Linked DNA regions of Pan troglodytes: regions 1 and 3 are each linked to region 2. The links are chromatin contacts, called in public Hi-C maps. All regions are on one chromosome and are shown on one strand. Each heading gives the region's core, a stretch centred on a gene start, on an enhancer-like site or on the middle of the called end of the contact. The rest is flanking DNA. Distances are from core to core; before and after follow the strand shown.

Evidence for each region. Hi-C and Micro-C count contacts between places; a contact is called where the count stands out from the background.
Region 1: a Hi-C map of stem cell-derived neural progenitor cells shows a contact between it and region 2, with 7 times the contacts expected there. The contact joins the enhancer-like site here to the promoter of NPAS3 in region 2. A contact is called at or near these places in 2 of 7 Hi-C or Micro-C datasets (induced pluripotent stem cells and stem cell-derived neural progenitor cells), 1 of 1 datasets of contacts at active chromatin or transcription factors (stem cell-derived excitatory neurons) and 1 of 1 other capture datasets (stem cell-derived neural stem cells).
Region 3: a Hi-C map of stem cell-derived neural progenitor cells shows a contact between it and region 2, with 2.9 times the contacts expected there. The contact joins the enhancer-like site here to the promoter of NPAS3 in region 2. A contact is called at or near these places in 2 of 7 Hi-C or Micro-C datasets (induced pluripotent stem cells and stem cell-derived neural progenitor cells), 1 of 1 datasets of contacts at active chromatin or transcription factors (stem cell-derived excitatory neurons) and 1 of 1 other capture datasets (stem cell-derived neural stem cells).

What each region holds. Positions count from the first base shown.
Region 1 is chr15:30,941,140-30,945,679 of NHGRI_mPanTro3-v2.0_pri, reverse strand. The region is part of intron 10 of AKAP6 (A-kinase anchoring protein 6); the gene reads right to left. Among named protein-coding and RNA genes, the nearest start is that of NPAS3, 230 kb to the left of the region's middle. Within about 2 kb of position 2,294, at least 16 of the 24 cell types and tissues checked have an H3K27ac peak or open chromatin away from gene starts, as enhancers often do. A contact at or near this core is called in induced pluripotent stem cells, stem cell-derived neural progenitor cells and stem cell-derived neural stem cells, where this site is marked.
Region 2 is chr15:31,171,423-31,175,833 of NHGRI_mPanTro3-v2.0_pri, reverse strand. It overlaps NPAS3 (neuronal PAS domain protein 3), which reads right to left and starts at 1,413. Exons shown (of 12, transcript XM_054666466.2): 1 at 626-1,413. The coding sequence starts at 783.
Region 3 is chr15:30,967,880-30,972,358 of NHGRI_mPanTro3-v2.0_pri, reverse strand. All of the region lies in intron 10 of AKAP6 (A-kinase anchoring protein 6), which reads right to left. Among named protein-coding and RNA genes, the nearest start is that of NPAS3, 200 kb to the left of the region's middle. Within about 2 kb of position 3,043, at least 7 of the 24 cell types and tissues checked have an H3K27ac peak or open chromatin away from gene starts, as enhancers often do. A contact at or near this core is called in stem cell-derived neural progenitor cells and stem cell-derived neural stem cells, where this site is marked.

The sequences.
Region 1 (4,540 bases), core at 1,045-3,544, 230 kb after region 2:
TCCCTTGAGCCTTACCATCTATTCTGAACAGGTACCAGGACTTCTTTTGAAATAACTGAAACGTTACCTAGGTACCTTTTAGCCCCACATTCCTGCTTTAGGAATACATTCAAGAAGTTCTAATAAACTATAAAAACTAGAACGATGATAAAAGACAAATTATTTAGACCAAATAGCATATGTACCTTATACACTTCCTTGTGGTTATAATTATGATAATCAATGCCTTCCTGATGTAATTACATGGAACATTAAGCCTATCATTTATCTTTTTTATATTAATACCTCTTTGTCAATGATAATACTTGGTTTTCATCTTTAAATTTTGATACTCTTTTTTTAAACAAAATAAATAACCCCATTCATACCATAGCTGTCTGTAAAGTTTAATCATACATCATATAATTTTTTGCCAGCCTCAAACCAGATTAGCCCCAATATGAATATAACCACTAAAGATAAGTAATTTAAAAACAGGACATGCTAAAAAGTAGGTGAGGGTCATTGCTATGAAGTCACTAACCTGAAACATATACATAGTTTTGAGTAGTTCAGGAGCCAAAGACGGCAGTGATCCAAAAACCTTTTCTTATTAGAAATTTAAATGTTCCTCTACTTTCTTTTCTAGAAACTAGAAAGAAATCTACAAATATCTGGGGCTAAAGTAAAGCTATCAGCTTAACAAAAGAGGGAATACTACGCATTCCCATCTAATTAAGTAAAAGTCATTTTTCAAAAAATTAAAGGCTGAAATTTTTTGCAACTTAATCCAAAATTTTATTAGCAAACTCTAATTATTATCCTGATTGGAAGTAATAAAATCTCCCAAACAGGTCAACTAATTTAAGTGCTATCTGTAATCATTTGGATTTTAACATGATGGTTATTACTTATTACCCTGAAACCAAGCAGCACAATGAGATATTGATTACTTTTAACCTTTAGATCCAAGGATTCAAGAAAGGTCAGAGGAGGGGAATACTCTACCTCTCTTGGCTGGCAAACGGATAGCCTTCAGGAGAATTCAAATGATTCCCGTTGGCCAAGTACATCCAAGATTAGTTTATTCTCTAGGCTAACAAGAAATGATGATACTTTAAAAAATAACACTCAGCACATATTTAGTGAGCATTACATTTACATAACCAACGGCCTCAGATGTGCTTCACATCACAGCAAGTCTCAGACTGTTAACCCTTTACCAAGTTTTGTTTGTGGAAGCCTCTTTACTGAAATGAGATAGTAAATATAGGAGCATTTATTGGAATAAACTTATCTCATTGAACTCAGAGTTGTTAGTAGATTCCAAAAGGCTGAATACAATCATTGGCCACTGTTGGCCACTAGCATTTCTTTTGGTTTTCTTTTTCTGTGACAGCATTTAGAAATATTTTTCACATTTGTGCTGCTAAAAGCATGAGTTCTAGGTAGGGTCCAGCAGAATTACAGGCAAGAGAAACATAACTGTTATGTGTTAGATTAATTTGCAGAACACTTGGCATTATTATTGCCAAGTCGTCAAATTGTTCCAAGTTGTTCCGGAAGGTTGTTATTAATAGTATGTTTTCTGAGGAAAGTTCTGTCTACTTTTGGAACTGCATTTCTGTTGCCAAGGAAACTCCTTTAAGCACAGTTTTCTAGGAGCACACTGCTGCTTTTGTTTGCCAGTGTCCTATTCATATCATCTAAGTAAGCGTTTTACGTGCTCCAGCCTTCAGTCCCAAATGTTGAAGTTTTAGCCCATTTAAGTTGCTTTTTCAAACATAGCTAATGCCTGCTATGATTTCCCTCTCTCCCTTTCTCTCCCCTCACTCTCCACTCTCCATCCAAGCCCCCCTCTCCCCGCCTTCTTCCCACTCTGCCTCCAACATGCCCAACTCTTACTATTCAAGTTTTATTTTTTTAAACAGTTGCATTAGGGCAGATAGTTTTCACAAGTTTTTGATAAATTAACTTCAATTTGAATAATAATTCCATAGGTTGTAGCATTAGTCCTTCAAGTGTTAATTATCTTTTCACTCTAAAATTAATGTACTCATTTCCTACTGACTCCTCTACCCCATTTATTGAAGTGCTGAGGAAAACATGTCATTGAGTCCTGAGCCAGCCCTGTTGTTGTGATTAAGCGTGGTCACATGGCCCATCTCTGCCAAAAGGAGGGCCCTGAGAAAAGGTGACAAAGACAGTGATTTCCTGTCAGCAAAGAGTACGACAGGGCTGTCTAGAAGTGATGCAAATGAGGGGAACTTTCCCCACGGCTTGTTTGATCCACTCTAGGCCAGAGCCAGCCAGGCCAGGGAGAGAGGGAGCAGCACAATGCCTCAGAGGCCAGCCCAGAGAGCCAACGCACCTTCCGGACAGTAGCTCACCCGCTAGAGACAAAAACTGCTGGCGGGGCTTCCCTTCGTTGCCCCTCCACACACACAGCCAACTATTTCTTGGCATCCTATTCTCTTAACATCTTTTTTTTTTTTTCTTTTTAAAGAAGTGATTCAAATAGGAATTACAGGCTCTAGCATGAACAGTGTTTCAAACATTGTTGAGAAACCACATTCATCTACTTTTTCTTCCCCTAAACATTTTCAGGATAAGTTTTGCCCTCTCTCAAAAAAAGAAAAAAAAAGGAAAAAAAAATATTCAAGTATTCATAGCAAACACTGATTCATCAAAGCTCAAATTAATATCACAGTTAATCTAAGGACTTTTCAAACTTTAATAAAAATGAAACAACAAATTCATTTCTAGATAAGCAGTGGAGACAGTCTAGATCTTTCCATTCTGATCACTTTTTAAATGACTAGATAATGTTATTTGAAATATTATAATGAATTTAAGCATATTCTTCTTATCTTAATGGAGTTTTAATCTAACATACAATTAAGCTATAAAATTAATCTACCAGGAAAAGAGGTAAAAAATTACCATTAAATTCTTGTGCCTGATATATCTAGTACATTTTTACCTTGACTGCTTCGATAACTGTAATTTGTTTCATTTTGAACATCAGGGTAGAGATGTAACACTCAACACTGAAATTCCAATATAAGGCCTAATTAACAGAATTTAATTTTTTGACACGTCCTTCTATTCTGTACACCACCATGTGAATTTTTTTTAAAAAAGTTAATGAATTGTCTTCTATTTCAAGTTTAGCTACTATGACCTGGACCATGAACCAACCTAACATTACACTTTTAGGGGCTCAAGTTTAGTCATAAGAATATCAAATCACATCTGAAATTAGTTAGATCAATTTGGTCCAGAACAAAATAAAAGAGAGCTATTCCAGAAAGCTGAAATGTGTGAATTTATGAAATACAGGAATAGTGTGATTAATCTGTTTTCTGAGATTAGTTCATATCTATGACAACATCATTTTGATATCAATAGTTATAAAATAGCAAGTCAACTATGTTCCATATTTCTTCTTGTACTCTATATTTCCTATTCCTCAGAATTTCTAATTCTATTCCACACGTATTTATATTTAATAATTATTATGGTTAGAAATGTATTTACCATACCATTCTAAGCCCTTGTATTTTAAAAAAATCCTAAAAGAAAATGTTTTCACATCTAAGTATCAAAACAAAATTTCTTCAAAGGAAGTATTATCTCTTTTTCTTATAGAAAGCATACATTTTGCAATTGGACACATTTCCCTCTTTGCCTTCACTACCAGGAAACTCAAAATATAACATTGGGATCATGTTTTAGTAACTGTGTAGGGCTTTGCAGTTTATATACAGGCATATTAACTCTTCTTACAGATGCAACTTCTAGTCTATGTATATTTTCTCCAGTCTGATTTGTATTTATGTTTTTAAAATATTTATATTATTTTCATGTTGATTCTTATAAATAACCCCAAATTCATAGCAGGGTAAAAATGTAATTGATCTGTTTAGTAGCCATTGTATTATATAAATGAATGGTCCTTTTCCTTTTACACAGAGGACATGTTTGGACTTATATGAATGAAGCCATATGAGTAACTAACCTTCAAAATTAAGTACGAAATCTTTAGTATAAATTCTCTGAAAGTACAAAGATCTCAGTTGAATTGGATACTTATTTAGTAGTATTTTTAAGCTGGAAGAGTTAGTTTTAACCCTTTATAAATCATGTACAAATCATGTTGCTTAACAACGGGGTATGTTCTGAGAAATGTATATCCCTGCTATAATCTCTCCCTTTCTCCCCACCTCACTCTCTGGTCTCCATCCAAGCAGTGTTTCATGATTTTGTCACTGTGTGAACATCCTAGAGTGTACTTAGATAAACCTAGATGATAGAGTAGATGGTAGAGACTATTACACATCTTGGCTATACGGTAGAGCCTATTGCTCCTAGGCTACAAACCTGTACAGCATGTTACTATACTGAATACTGTAGGCAACTGTAACACAATGGTAAGTATTTGTGTACATAAATATAGAAAAGGTATAGTAAAAATATAGTATTATAATCTTATGGGATAACCATTGCATATGTAGTTCTTCAAAGGCCAAAAATCTTGTTATGCAGCCCATGACTATAA
Region 2 (4,411 bases), core at 164-2,663:
TTTGTAAAATTTGCTTCCTAACTTGTATCCCTGAATCTTATGCATTTGCATTATAATGCGTTTAAGATGAATACTTAACAGCGCCGAAGAGACTCGGATTTCATGCTGTATTTCCCTGTAGTAACAGGTGACATGATAACACTATTATGTAGAATTGCAAGTTTACAGCTACACATGAAAATCGTTCCTATTCTGTTTGGAAACAAATGATCAATCAGCCTCCAGTGATCAATTGCCCCCCTAGCTGTCCGTATGCGCGGGTCCGCATCCGGCTGAGGCATTGAGAAAATTCCACTGGAAAGGCATGAGGATCCTAAACTTTGCAAAAGCACCTTGTGCGGCGTCTCAGACTTCGCTGCAACTCCTCCGCTACTCGGGGCTGAAGCTCTGGATTTGGGGCCAGGCAAAGGGCAAAGGATGATTTCACTTCGCCAGCGCACTGGAGTGCTTTTCAATCCACCAAAGTGAAGTGTGTTTTTCTTCCTCATCTGTAGAACGAGGGGCAGGCAAAGTGAGCCCTGGCAATGTGCATGTGTGTTGTAAGACACAAAACAGGAGGCAAAGTGAGTCCCACCCCAGCACCCCGGGGCGGGGGCACTATCCCAGCCCAGGCGGGACTACTCACCGCTGCTGGTAGGAGGTGATGCCCTGGACGTTCTGCGGGGTGCCGTTGGCCGCGGCGCCGGCCCTCCCCATGCCCGCGCCGGCCGGCACCCCCGCGGCCGCCCCGCCGGCCGCCGCGGCCGTCACCTGCACGCTGAAATCCGGAAAGATTCGGATCATCGCCGCGGCTTCGGCCCCCGGGCGCGGCGGCTCTGGGCTCGGGCTGGCGGGGGCTCGGGCTCGGGCTCGGGCGGCGGCAGCAGCAGCAGCGCGAGCAGCGGCGGCGGCAGCAGCGGAGCCAGGCACCAGCCTGCAATCCCATTAGTGAGCCGCGGCCACTGTGCGCGGCGGAGAGGCGCTTTGATGTGCGCGCAGCGGGCTGGGGTGGGGGGGGCCGCAAGCGCGAGGAGGAGGTGCGGGGGGCGTGCGAGGGACTTGCAAACAGCAAAACGTGTCAGGGTGGGGCCTTTTTTCCCTTTTGGGGGGCGGCGGTGCTCCCCCCTCTTTCCAGGATGTTGCTCTCACTGGCTGCTCCGGCTGCGCCGCGCGAGCCCAGCTGAGGGAAGAAGGGGAGGGGGTGGCGGAGGAAGGATGCACCGGGAGGCTTGGCGAGGACTTGGCCGGTGCAAGGGAATGACCGGCAGCGGAGGGTGCGTTTCTTTCCCGCCCCCCTCTACACACACACACACACACACACACACACACACGCCGCGCACTTCCGACCCAAAGTGCAAGACTCAGGCGCGCTCTCTCTCTCCTCCTTTCTCTAGAGAAATAACCACCATCCAGGCAAGCTCGCGCCTCCCGCGGCTTCCAGCAACCTGGAAGCCAGCCCGCGTGTGCAGGAATGGGGGCGTAGAGCCTCCCTTCCTGGCCGGAACCCCTCTCTGCCCGTCTTATGCACATCAGGCAGCGCGAGGGCTGCCAAGCGCAAGTTGGGCTCCTCGAGAACTTGATACTTATCGAGGAGGGATGGTGTGCAAAGACGGAGAGAAAAAAAGAAGCCGCTTTTGTGCAATGGAGAGTTTGTTCTCCTTATAAGAATGGGCCCTTCCCGCTGCTGGTGGGCGGGCGGGTTGGTCCAGGACAAACTTGTGAGGTGAGGTCCGGCTAGAGGGATCCGGTTGTGCCCCGATGACCCACCTCTATACGCCCCTTTCGACCGATGAAACGAATAAATTAGCAGCCACCACTGAGACGAACTCTGCAAATTCCAACCACCAGGGAAACAAAAAGAGAAAACACGTGCATTTATTTCCTCGCGTCTCTCAGTTACTTCTCCACACTATTACATCAATGTTTCTTTAAGGGGTGAGGAGGGATGCCTGCGGTTTGGGTGAGCCTTTTTAAGTGACGACTTGCATTCCAACTCGGCTAGTGGGTGGGGGCAGTGGGAGTTGATCGTTTCCCCTACCCCCTGCCCAGGACCCCCGTTGTCCCACTTCCTCCTCTTTCTTCCGGCTGGCGAGCCTGGAGTGGAGTTGCGGGCGGTGGGCGCAGCCTCCTTCGGGATGCAGGGCTTCAGCTCCCCTCATCTTGCGCGCGCCACCTTCGCCCCCTTTGCTGGTGCGGCTGGTGCTTGCCCCTTCTCGTCCTTTTCTCCTTCCACTCCCTGCGCGCCAAGGCCTGGGCCCCGCAGCCGCAGCCAGGGGACGAGTGGCCGCCTTGCCTTCCGCAGGAAACCAAGTTGGGATCGGCGAAGCGAGGTGACCGCGGCCGCGCCGCCCCTGCCCTCGGCCAATAGCGCCTCGCCCGGAGAGGCACCTGCTTAACCCTTTGAGCCTAGGGCGCAGCCGGCCCGCCGGGACCCAGAGGGGCAGGGCGGATTGGCCAGAAGTTGCCAAGGCCAAGAGTGACACAGGCCGCCCAGCCTAGCGTCCCCGCACACGGTGTAGGGGCCAGACGCCTGCCCTTGCCGCAGACCCGGGCGTCCCCTCCCACCCTGATGGCTCTCGGGAAACAGCCAACCCGCACAAAGGCGAGCCTTCGCCCTGGCGGCGTCCCGCGCCTGCTGGGGCAACCTCTGAACTCCCCTAACCCAAGTCAGTTTCCGGAGGCGCCTCCTGCACCCGGCAGCCGCTGGGAAACAGAGGGAGGGAGCCCCAGCTCTCGCTGGCCGGGCCCACGGCGCAGCTGCGTTTCCATTTTCCTTTCAAAGAAAATGCTTTGGACGGCAGATAATACCAGGAGATATGAAACTGCTTCGTCCCCCACGTGTTGCACGTAAAAAGAATCGTAATGAGCATCTGTGCCTTGTGTGAGGGATCCCACGAGTTTGTTGAAGACCTAACCGAGGTCCTGACTCCCTCCTTCCCGAGAAGAGATCATTTTCTAGCTTAACGGCATTCATTTCGGGGATACTTATTGTGCAGAGGCCAAACGCAAGGTCTTTGGGCCGGGATTGTGGGCGTGGGGGCGAAGGCCAGGCTGGTGGGAAAGATTTGATCACAGAAGTGGGTCCTCATCCCACGCGGAGCACACAGCGCTGGGCGTCGCAGGTTGACTTGGATCTCAGAGCGCTCTCCTCCCTACCTCTCTTGCTCTGAAAAGATCACAAATATCACTCCTTGGCTCTCCGCAGGCTTTCTCAGGGCGAGAAATGGGAGTTTATGTCAATTCGAGAGAGGTCAGGAATGTTTTAGGGGTTGGGAAAAGTTTCTTTCTCTGACTGCATTGGTCAAGGCCGGCGGTATTGTAGGCCAAAGGAAGTCTAGTATGTAAATGACTCATGAATGAGGCTAAAAATGAACCCCAATGCAGGCGGTGCCTTTCTATAAAATAGCTTTTGTTTTAATTGTTGCCCCACTGTGGGGTGGTGCTGTGCCTGCCACAGATGTCTGGGCCAACCAGTTGATGGAGGCTTCCAGCAAGTGGCTCCTGGATCCATGTGTACTCCAGGAATGTAATGCAATACTCCACCTCGATCCTGTGCATCCAGAGGCAGCCTCAATGTGCCAAGTGAGTCAAAGAAGGGAAAAGGCATCTGTGGCCAAAAGTGCAGAACTTTTAGAAGATTAGTTTCCCTTTTAAAGTCTTTCTGCACAGTCAACAATGAGTTATATTTACAAAGAATATTATTGCTCTTCTTTGTTTCAATACCAATTCTATGACTAGAAGAGGCCAGCAATTACATTTTATTCACTACTTATTTTACAAAATCGTTGGCTTGAAAATGTATCAGCCTGATTCCCATCACTTTTGGAGGGCAATTTTTTCTTGGAAGCCCAAAGGGCAAAATTGCCCCAATGGAAAGAAAATGTGAGATTTGTTGTTGGACATTTAAAACTACATAAGCTGAAGCCTTTTCAATTATGCTTTGTTATTAAAATAGTTTAATGAGCACATTCAACTTCAAAGTTCCAAGCTTTCAATTACCCATCTTTACGAGAATTAATATGGCTCCTGCCCTCCAGAAACTTTGTTTTCTAAAACAGGAATACACAAAATACTCAAAGAAGATTTGCACAGTAGGTTACCTTACAATGCAATGTTAAGTCTGTTTCAGTATTTTATCCTTACATGTATAGTTTCAGAAGGTCGGTTTGCATGCATGAGAGACGAATTCCTTATTGGATCTGCTTATCTCCATGTTCATTAAGGACCTTAAGCAAAATATAAGTTTATTCTCTCATTAGTAATTCAGATTTCATTACTCTGCTCCTTCAGTTAAAATCTTTACATGCTGGCAGCTGTTTTGAAATATTTTGAAAGTTGCTTTGGCATTCACCCAACCAAAAGGACTCCAGTTAGCACTAAACTGTATACTCTCTTATTTTATACCCCTGCAACATATAAATTTCAGTGCATG
Region 3 (4,479 bases), core at 1,794-4,293, 210 kb after region 2:
CTAAAAGATGTTTTGCTGGAGATAATGTAAGTGCTATTGAATATGACAGTTACTATGGTGATTCTCTTCAAATAACTCTATTTGGATAACTCCATAGTTAGCCCTATATTATGGATAGCCATAAATGACTATGACTGTACTTTATAAATGTACATGTAAAAACTCCTCTGAGTAGAAAATCTAGATTCTGGTTAAAATATTAAACATATTTTACATTTTCAGCACATTTCCAAGATATAATAGCAATTTTAAAACTTTTTTCTTCCAGGCACCAAATTTAGGTCACTGAGTTCCATGGTAGTATTTTGTTCCTTTGCCCTAAATGACCAACGGTGCCCTAAGATAAGCACCTTTATCAGAGTTAATGAGAAAAACTTTTCTCTGGGCAAATAAATAAATCAATAAGTTCAAATGTCCCCAAGCACTTGGGTGATTTCACTCACCTTGAAAACATGATATTATATAAGATCCCAAACAAAAATACAATTGGAAGCAGATTAAAGGAAAAGAAGGTATGAAATCACTGTTTCGGTTAATAGATCTTCAGCAGTTGCGTGCATATGTTTGCATACTTTTCGTTTCATATTTTAATCTTTCATTTACACTAAACATGCACATCACTTGTATTATGTAAACTTCTCCAAATGTTAGTCATTTGTGGATCACAGAACAAAATGTTTTAAATGGGGTGATTTAAAGCATTTCATATTATTAATGAATGTTGATCAGGGTGTCAGAGTATCCAAAATTACATGAATATGCATAGTGGAGAAAATCAAGGGTTGCTTTAGAGCGCTTTTAGAATTTGGCCTGTGATACAGGAGAAATTCTGATTGCGTTTTCTAATGGAAGGCAATTACCAGGACCATGTTACTCCAGCACTTAGGAAACACACTGTCCACTTGAATTTTCTGGATTCAATATTCAGAAGTATTCTAGAAACCTAGATAGTGTTTTATTTGTCAGAGTGATGATTGGAGGAGAGGACAATTTGCTTTATGTAATCAGGTTCCCATCTAAAATGATATAGCTGACAAAGATTTACATAATTAATTTGGTAAGATTTCCATATAATATTGGGGGAACCAGTATTTCAGGCAGGCAGGAAAATCTTATTCAAATATTTTACTTATGCCACATGGTATTACTCATTGACAGAAAGAGTCCTCTGGCTGTGCCACTTGGGAATGGCCTCTACCAGTTATCCCTTTAACTTGTGACAAGCTCATCCCCCCTCTTCACCCCAACTTTAAACAGCTCTCACACAGCAGATCAGTCAAGAAAGGAAACAGCTTAGATGTGTCCCATAAAAATGATAGCCTTACACAAATAAAAATATAAAAAGCAATTAATTTAATTTTAGATGTAATAAACCAATCTTCTCTGTTAAATGTGTATAAGTAGTCACTGCAATAGCTATTATAAAAGGTTATTACCTTTAAAAGAAACTTGTCTTTATGTATGCTCTCAGTCTTTGTCACCATATAGCCGACTGTCTAAACAGCTTGATTTAAGATGTGATTGATGGACAATGCCTTCAAACTCTAATATAAAAGCTAAGAGTATCTAGTTAATTGTTAGATGTATTGATATATGAATGAAAGGTACTAAAATGTTATATAATTTAAGGTGAAAATATTTATTTTAATTTTTGAAGCATATTGAAGGTTAAATCTAATATGTTTAGGGGCTCAAGCTGTATGTGTAATAATGTCAGGAGCTTATATTTTTGTTGATGCTAGTATGTTTTTGCTCTTCTGTCTCTTAACATCTTTTCAGAAGCATTAGACTCAGAAAATCAACTGCCAGCTCTATCAGTTTTCGGTCATCCTATCAAGTGGGGCTACTTTATCCTGTGGTGAGAAGATAATTTAATCTTCATATTCATTCCACCCACAGCAGTAAGTGAGCAGAGGCTGCCCCATTGTGTCCTGTAGTCTGGGGATGTTATGATATAGACTACTCTTCAATAGGCAAAAATGAGATTAGCAAAGTTAAAGTCAGAAAGCTTTTCTTGAGTGCTAAGGTAAATAAGCATCCAGTATTTAATTTCCCCACAGCACCTGCTGTGGGCCTCTCTGTCTAGTCAAAAATAAAATATACTCTCTTGAAAGGCCATATTTACATTATTAAGTGTATTTGCTTGGCCAATTCAATTTTGACTAATGAAGCCTCCTAATAGATATGTGAATGATCTAAATTAAAGACACTGGACAGTACTATTCTAAATGCCATCCCTGTGTATATAAATATAAAGAAAAACTTTTAAAAAAAGGAGTTAAAAATAACTACAAACTCTAGCCTACCATTTTAACTAAGAACTAAAGAAGTTGTAGAAAATTCTTATTGAGTACTTACTTTTAGCACAAATGCTAAAACTGAATTATAAAACAAAGCCAGCAAAAACAGGAATTTCTGAAATAAATATACTTAGAAATGCATGAAGACTTGATTGAGATAACTTTTTTGACAGTTACGCTAAAGGCTTCCCCGCCACACCGAAGTCCCCCTCCTTTTTTTTTGTTAGAAATCACACCGAAAATTCTGCCCAAATGGAGACTGGAACAATGCCTTGAAACAGTGTTAATTGTCACCATGGAAACCAGAAGAATAAGCCATTTTGAAACTGGTATAGAAGGCACACATTGAGCAACTCAAGCATTTTTCTGCCTCCCTCAATGTTAAGGAACAAGATGCCTTGTCACTGTGAGGTCAGAGAAAGAAAACATCATGAAAGGGTTGTAGATGCTCACTGTCTGGTAAATAAAAAAATAAAAAATAAACTATATACAGCTAATGCTATAAGACTCTACCGAGTGAATCTTTTTGAAATAGAGGGATCATCAAAAGATGGCCAGGATTGGGGGATGGCTTCCACCTAAGCAAAACTTGAGGGCTATATTATGTGAACCTTGCCCCCAAAGCTCCCTGGGAATTCTGCTGTTGTAATAAAACTTCAGAAGAGGAAAGAAAAAAGGCAGCATGATGGAATTCAAAATAATGCTCTAAAAGCACACAGAGAGATTAAGACATCCATTGTAAGACTTTTGTATGGTGCTTCTGTTGGTTATGCTGAAAAGAGACCAGACATTGCTGAACAGAGAGTGAAGCTTTGGCTGCGAGAAACACACAAATTAAACTAAAGACATTTCTTGATTATTAGAATAGGGCTGTTGTATTCTGTGTCATCAGGGTTTGAACATTTACATCTTACACCATATTACTTTTAACTGAGCTTCAGTTGACTTTATATTAGGAAAAGTTAAAACAAGGAAAATGATCTAGTTATTAGAATGACAGGATTGAATGTCTTTCCTGGTACAAATATAATGCCACAAACACCTGTTTATCCAGCAAGATCCCCTTTCCCATATATGCATGATTGACTGATAGATACGATAGATAGATAGATAGATAGAATACACTGAGAAAATAAAATATATCTTACTTAGTCTATCAGTAAGAAAGCAAATGCTAGGAACATACCAAAACACCAAACTATTGGCAAAATAATGTGTGAAAATATGCATTTTTGCAAAAAAAAAAAAAAATCCAGGGATGTGTCTATTTACAACTCTCACGTGTTTTCTGGCTAGTGTTTGCCCTCCTCATTCGAGGCTTCATGGTGGCCCCTCAGCAAGTCCATGCCTAATGCCATTCAGTGGTGAACAAAGAGTCTTTTTATATAAAAGTCCAGGGTCCAAGCTCAGCTGTACATGCAGAGTGCAGGAATCTGCCAGAGGCCAGTGTTGCCTTTGCAGCAGCTCTTGTGCTGCCCCCCTTTTCCGAAGCCTTGTGTGTAGCATCTCATAATGCATATGATGCTGCACATGGAGTCAGTACCACCAACACTTCAAGAAGATGTTCAAAACTGAAGAAAAGGGTTCAAGCCCAAGACAAATAATAGTTGTTATTTCTTGCAAACTCCTTGTATTTTACCATTAGAATTTATGGTGAGTAATTGCATAGAGAAATTATAAAGACTCCTACAATTGTCCTTGTAAATTAATAATAGGTTTTCCTGATTGGGATAAATTTGCTGCTGAGCCTTTGGAAAAATTAAAAAGTGCAATGTCATTTAAAATTGCCAGAACTCGCACAGCAAATTACACCTGAGGTTAAGAATTGAGTTTTCCCCCTCTTCTAGCTTATTCCATTTGCATGATCTGGAAATCACATTACACTGGCCATGTACTGTTAATTGGACATAGATTGCATTATCTTTAATATAAATCAAACTACAAATATTAAAATGAATTGCAAATTCCCTAATAGAAGATCATAAAACAATCTTTTTTAAAGTATCTCCCATTAATAATTTAATTCCAATCATACCACCCAGAAAACTTAAGTAGGAGACCTGGCAACTTATTTCTCCAGTCATTTCTTTTAAATAACAAATATCTAAGCCTTTAAAAATAAATATAGCTAGACTAGAAGTCACTGTTATAGAACAAAAATAAAAACACAAATAACTGA